2 separate regions of the Canis lupus genome follow, and region 1 is linked to region 2. Evidence: chromatin contacts called from public Hi-C data. All regions are on one chromosome and are shown on one strand. Each heading gives the region's core, a stretch centred on a gene start, on an enhancer-like site or on the middle of the called end of the contact. The rest is flanking DNA. Distances are from core to core; before and after follow the strand shown.

The links. Hi-C and Micro-C count contacts between places; a contact is called where the count stands out from the background.
Region 1: a contact with region 2 is called in a Hi-C map of blood, with 2.3 times the contacts expected there. The contact joins the enhancer-like site here to the promoter of KLHL8 in region 2. A contact is called at or near these places in 2 of 9 Hi-C or Micro-C datasets (both in blood).

Annotation. Positions count from the first base shown.
Region 1 is chr32:29,489,348-29,492,560 of UU_Cfam_GSD_1.0, forward strand. All of the region lies in intron 2 of AFF1 (AF4/FMR2 family member 1), which reads right to left. Among named protein-coding and RNA genes, the nearest start is that of AFF1, 72 kb to the right of the region's middle. Within about 2 kb of position 1,489, at least 20 of the 20 cell types and tissues checked have an H3K27ac peak or open chromatin away from gene starts, as enhancers often do. A contact at or near this core is called in blood, where this site is marked.
Region 2 is chr32:29,262,775-29,266,367 of UU_Cfam_GSD_1.0, forward strand. KLHL8 (kelch-like protein 8) reads left to right here and starts at 1,395. Exons shown (of 11, transcript XM_038582191.1): 1 at 1,395-1,480.

The DNA of each region.
Region 1 (3,213 bases), core at 239-2,738, 230 kb after region 2:
GCCTTCTAAGACACCCCCAAATCCCTAAACTACATCAACTATCAACCCCAAGGGCCCTCCTACTTTAAATATTTGACACCAAACTGCTTTTTTAGTGAAAGTTAAGAAAGAACTCTTAAATGTAACTCTAAGTTGCCCTCAGCACCAACCTGCTGCCACAACTAAAATGAACTCACACTCAACAGTCTGGGTCGTGTAAGGATCACTGATGCCTTGTCATCGGTCCTTAACCCTCGTTACAAGAAAAGGAACCGACCGTGGAAAGTCAGGGCCCGAGGTCCTTACAACAGCGTTCCTCTGACAGCAACTGCACTTCATTACCCCCCCCCCCCCCCCCCGGTACATTCCCGGTCTTTGCCTACTCAGCAGATTCTCGCACGCTGCGCCGTTTTAGGTGGAATCCTACATGTTAGCCGTTAAAATTCTCGATCACTCACCAGCCGAAATTCTCAACCACCTTCTCCAAGGCGAGCTGCTTTTACATCAACTGCTTTCTAAAATTCCGATCAAAACAGTAGCCGCCAACCACCCCCCACCCCCACCCCCCACCCCCATCCCCCAGACAACTCAGGAGAACCCACGGGAGGTGCACAAAGAAACAAAATGCAAATTCCGGGCAAAGGCAGACAAGTCAAAAACAACTCAATTTCCACGAAAACAACCAATTATTCTGGAAGACGGGAGACATTTAACTTCGAACTCCCCGTCTCTCCTCCACGCTGCAGGAATTGTCCAGTGTGCTCTCTCCCAACTGGTTTTTTTTTTTTTCTTTTTTTTTTTTAATCTGACGGTAAGTACCGAACCGCGGCACCCGCAACGATGAGGGCAATGACAAAGCTGCTTCCTGCCGGTCTCCCTCGCGGCACCCAACCTCCCCCCCCGCCCCCCTGCCCGCAACCTTCAACTCCCCCAGCCACCAGCTTAAGAAGTTCCCGTCGGCGCCGGCTCACCTGGACTGGGCTGCCATCGTTCAGTCCGCAGAGCTCAGGGACCTGCGTCCATCGGAGCCCCCGACCCGCGGCCCTGCGGCCAGCGCCGCGCTCACCATCGGCCGGCGCCGGGCGGGGGCCGCCTCCGCAGCACGACTCGCCGCGCTCCGGGACTACCTGCTCGGGCAGCCTCGGGCTCCGGCCGGCCGGGCTCGCACCAGCCCGGGGGACATCCGGGCACTGGGGCCTCTGCGGGCCCGCTGCACTTCGGACCGGCTCGGGGAACGGCGCGTCCGGACTCGGAGCAAGCCAGAGCCCCCCGCGCGGCCCCGCAGGAGCCCGGAAACCCAAGCCGCCCGCGCCCCCGGCCCCGCGGCGCTCGGCAACCCCTGAGCCGCACGGGGACCCGCGCCGCGGCTCGCGGAGACCCGAGACGGTCTCCTGGCTCGCTGGAAGTTGTCCGAGTTCGTCGGAGTACCCCCTGCCAGGAAAGTTCTGGTGGTACGGTCCGCCTCCTTAAATGGGCACGGCGCTCCGCGGGCCCGAGCCGGAGGCTGCGCCGGGCGGGGGCACCTCGCCGAGCGCCGACGCAGCCCCGTCCGCCCGCCCGTCCGCCCGCCCGTCCGTCCGCCCGTCCGCCCGTCCGTCCGCCCAGCCCCGCCCGCAGGCCCCCGGCGAGCGCGCTCCTGCCAGGTTTTAACAATGTACAAACACCCCGCGGGAACACCCAGTCCCCGGGCGCTCGGAACTCAGCCCCGATCGGAATCTGGGTGGAATAACCGGGCCCTAGAGGCTGCCGCGAGCAAGGAGCGGAAACCACAGCAGCACGCCGCGGCCGCTCCTTTGGGCCGTTCCGATGCGTGCGGCCAGGAAACGTGCGGCCAACGCGCTCTTTCTCGTTTTACTCCGTTCACTTTCAGTTTTGATTTCATGACATTGGAAAAAACAAAAACAAAAACAAACAAACAAAAAAAAAAACGTTTACAAAACGCCCTTCCCTTTTTTGGACGACATACTGATGACAGAGTAAACAGTAACTCATTTTGGGGGCCGGCACTTTAAAACCCAAATCATCGAGGATGCAAACCAGCAACACGGTATACAAACACTGTGCGAGAAGTACAGATGAAAACGGGTCCTACACTAAGAGGACAGAGGACCGGGGAAGGAAGGAAAACCTTAGGTGGGCAGAGATGGAGGGAGGCTGCGCTCCAGTAGCTCCGGGGGGGGGGGGGGGGGGGGGGGGGGGTAGACAGCAGCACACTGTGGGAACTGAAAAACTCTTAAATGAATGCCTGCCCAGTAGACTCATCAATTCTACCTTGAATCGTTACAGCGCTGTCCACCTCACAAAGGCATCCTCCAGACTTATTACTAGCGAGCCATGGAATACAGACATGTGTGACTTCTGGCATGAAAAACAGTGCTGGGAGGAAGGCCCCAATGCATCTCTATGCGCGGTTCTCCAAGTGTGATCAGTAGACTGCAGGAGGCCCCAAGAACTTCTCCGAGGTCAAAACTATTTTTAGGTTGACACAAAGACATTATCTGTCATTTTCAACTGTGCTGACATTTGCACTTCTGGGTGCAAAAGCAATCGTGGGGTGACTGCCTTAGCACTGACGGAGGCAGTGGCAGCAAACGGGAGGGACTAAGCAGTACTGACTTCTGCACCACCACACAGAGCAGTTAAAACAAGTGTCCTTTCCCGATGTCCTTAATGAAGCAAGCAGCAGGAATTACTTTTGTTAAATCTCAACAAGGCCTCGAGTAGAGGTCTTTTGGATGTTCTTTGTGACAAAATGTGCACATGAGCACCCTGCTCCTGCAAAGTACAATAGTCTAGAAGAAAAGCACTTGTGTAATCGAGTTGTGAGCTAAACCAGCTGTTTTTTTCATAGACTGCCATTTTTACACGAAAGCACAATTGAGGAACTGTGATCATTCCAACTTGGGTTTTTGGCAGGCATTTTCTCAAAAATGCACAAAGTGAGTCTGTTTCCTCAGGGAAAACAACTGACAGTTACCTATTGCCAATGATAAAATTTGAGCTTTCAAGCATTTTGGGAAACTTTTACATCTGCCACTGTGAGCTTAATAGCTTCCCGAATCATGAAAAGACTTTTCCAATGAGAATGGAGGAAGACCCATTCATCGCCCAGAATGATTCCATTTTGCCTTCAGATCTGTTCCTCTTAACTACCATTTTTCTCCCTCCAGCTTTATCTGGCAAGAGACCCAGAGGGTAAACCATCCAGGACTGGGAACCAAAACTATCCCCTCA
Region 2 (3,593 bases), core at 145-2,644:
TCAATACAAACCTATGTATTAACATCCATAAATGTGTTTACATAAACGCCGCTATTTTTTAAAAAGCTGTTTTTCTAGGAAAATCAATACAAACGTACGTATTAACATTCATAAATGTATGTAGGGTCGAATTTATTCTCAAATAGGCTGTAAAAGCTTGACATTGTTCTAACCGAAGACAAATTAGGGGACTATCCTTTTATTTATTTATTTATTTATTTATTTATTTATTTATTTATTTTTTAATAAATGGATTTTAGCTATCCTTTTTTTTAAATTTTTATTTATGATAGTCACAGAGAGAGAGAGACAGAGAGAGAGAGAGAGATAGAGAGGCAGAGGGAGAAGCAGGCTCCATGCACCGGGAGCCCGACGTGGGATTCGATCCAGGGTCTCCAGGATCACGCCCTGGGCCAAAGGCAGGCGCCAAACTGCTGCGCCACCCAGGGATCCCCGGGACCATCCTTTTAAATGTTTTTCTCTGCGCTTTCTTAATCTCCCACCTCTACGTTCCCTTGACTTCATTGAAAAATTGGTTTATTTCAACACCAGTTTTACTTGCAATGTTTTTTTTTTTTTTTTGGGGGGGGGGGGCGGGAGGGCAGTGTCTGCTTAGGTCAATCAACCGCTGCCTTCGGTTTATAAACCGTGGGTATGGGGATCCCTGGGTGGCGCAGCGGTTTGGCGCCTGCCTTTGGCCCAGGGCGCGATCCTGGAGACCCAGGATCAAATCCCACATCGGGCTCCCGCTGCATGGAGCCTGCTTCTCCCTCTGCCTGTGTCTCTGCCTCATTCTCTCTCTCTCTGTGACTATCACAAATAAATAAAAATTAAAAAAAATAAAATAAACCGTGGGTATGTGCTTACGGACTCAGGCTGCAGGGTACTCCCTCCGCGGAGCACAGAGCAACGAGAGCGGACGCCTCGCCGCTGCCCCAGCATCTAGGAAACAGGGATAAAGCCGCCCAACACTCAGGCGCGGGGGAGCTGATGGATAATACTAAGAAACTAAAGTTTGTGTGGCCACCGAGGTGAAGAGACGGGGAAGTTCAGGGATGCGTGTGCGGCGCCCCACCTAGAGCTGCTTGGAGGCGCCCCCTAGCCCTAGCCCTGGTCTGCGCGCCTGCAGCCGCCCAGCGCTACGGCTCCGGCCGCCCACGAGCCGCGGGGGCGGGGGCGGGGACGCGCGCGGGGGCGGCGAGGACGCGCGCGGGGGCGGGGACCAGGAGCCACACCTCCCAGGGTGCAGTGCGCAGGCCCGGGCGCGCGCTCCGCTCGCTCCGAGCCCGGAGGACGCCGGCGCCGGCGGGGACTCCACGGGGCCGCGCGGGAAGGCGCGCGTCCGTCGGGCGCTCGCGCGGGGCTAGTGAGGCGCCGCTAGGAGCTGCGGGCGGCCGCGGGCGTGCGGGAGCCCGGAGCGCCGCTGCCGCCGCCGCCGCCGCCGTGGCGAGGCCGGGCGTAACCGCGCCGAGGGGCCGAGGTAACCGCGCTCGTCCGCGTCGCTCCTCGCCTCTGACCCCCCGCCCGAAATCGCGCCCCCGGCTCGGGGCAGCTGCAGCCCCGCGAGCGGTCACGAAACTCGGCGGCCGAGAGCGTCTGGGGCCGCTCGGGTTGGCGGGAGGAGCGGGGCCGCATCCCGCGGAGGAGAGCCCCGGCCTCGGGCGCTGTCGGCCGCGTCGGCGGCCTCTGGGCGGTCTCCTCGCGGTCCCTCGCGGAAGACAGGGACGGGCAGGTGCTCCTGGCGGGCTGCAGGGAAGCGGCAGCGGCGGGGCGGGGCGGCCGGGGCGGGGGGGGGGGGGTGTCGCCGGCCCGGGCCCGGGCCTCGGCCGCGGGGGCTCGGCGCCCGTCGGGACTTGCCTCTCGGCGGGGCGGCCGTGCTGGAGCGGCGCGCGCCCAGGTGTCGCTTCCGCGGTGCTCGACCCCCGCGAAGGGCGCCTCCTGCTGTGACACCTGCGACTGCAGCCGGGTTCGGATCGCGTAGCCGACTCCGCTTGCCCCAGAGCCAGCTGTCTGTTCCTTCCCCTCCGTTCTGGGCTTACCTAACCCGCAGGCGATGGTTGTGCAGGGAGGGCGATTCGTCTACACAGTGGGGAGTTTTCTAGCTCGGGGCCAGGTCCTTACCCGGATTGGCACATTCGTAGCGTTTGCGCACCTGGCCGTGAAAAGCGTTGTGTCCCCCCTCCCTTCCCCCCCCCCCCCACCTGGTGGTGGTGAATCAGATGTCTTTTCGTAGAAATGGAGCCTTTCTCAGTAGTCCTTTTCATCTCTTTTAATAGCGTGACTCTTTCTGGCCCTTTATTCTATGCTCGTGGTACCGCTTTGGGATGATGCCCTGGGGGAAAGCTTTTCGGAAGACCTAGGTTGGTACAAGCATTTTATTTGTGAGTTGCACTTTTCCCTGTTTTTGCGTTGTTTTTCTTTTGTGAAAGTCGATCGTTGTCTGACTCTCGCCGTTCTTCGTTCGCGCTCTGCAAGGAGACCTTTATCTCCCTTGAATCCTGGCCGTGGCAGAGGGTGGACTTGGGAAAACGGGATCTCGGCTTGGCGGTAGCTCTTTTCATTGGCTGCTGCTTTTCCTCCTCCTTCCTACTGGCGCCCCTTCTAGTTTGTCTGTCTGCACAGTGATCCACTGCAAACTTGCAGTCCCTTGATATAGTATTGCCTTTTAAAATATCGAATAGTACGAACATAAATAGAAAGAGGAATCTTAAGGTAACTATACTCAAGTATGCACTTAGTTTTATATTGACATTTAACTTTTTTTTAAGCTTATTTATGATAGTCACAGAGAGAGGCAGAGACACAGGCAGAGGGAGAAGCAGGCTCCATGCACCGGGAGCCCGACGTGGGATTCGATCCCGGGTCTCCAGGATCGCGCCCTGGGCCAAAGGCAGGCGCCAAACCGCTGCGCCACCCAGGGATCCCTATATTGACATTTAAAACGAATTCTTTTAGCGCTTAATAAGATTACTGTTAATGGTTTCTTGAGTTATAAACATGTGATAGAACAATCCGACGCGCTCTATTCTGGCAGGAAGCTTAAGTCACAGGGCAATTTTTAGAAAACAATGATTTCCTCATTTGTTAAGAAAATGAGGTGAATTTTGACACACCCACCCCATTCCCTTTTGTAAAATAGAGTTCATATTTAGGGCAGTTTTAAGTTCATAGCAAAATTGGATGAAGGATACAGGTTTCACATATACCCTCTGCCTCCCTGTGCCCCCTGCCTTGCTCCACATAGGCACAGCCTCCCCCACTATCAAAATTCCCACGCGGAAATGGTACGTTTATTACAATTGATGAATCTGTATTAACAGATCATTATCACCTAAAGTTTATAGTTTACTATAGGGTGTTGTATATTCTATGGGTTTAGACAAATGACACTTAAAAAAAAAATCAAGAAATCTTAAGATTATAGAGAAGGAAAGGAGTATTGTTATTTTTAAAAGATTGCAAGGAATATTTTGACCATCCTGAAAATTATTTTCAAATGGTTTTTTTGTTTTAAAAAAATTGGATGTTTAAACTTTCAGTTTCTTATATTTAAATTTTCAAGTTGTTATTTTTGTATATTAAGAATTAGAGTT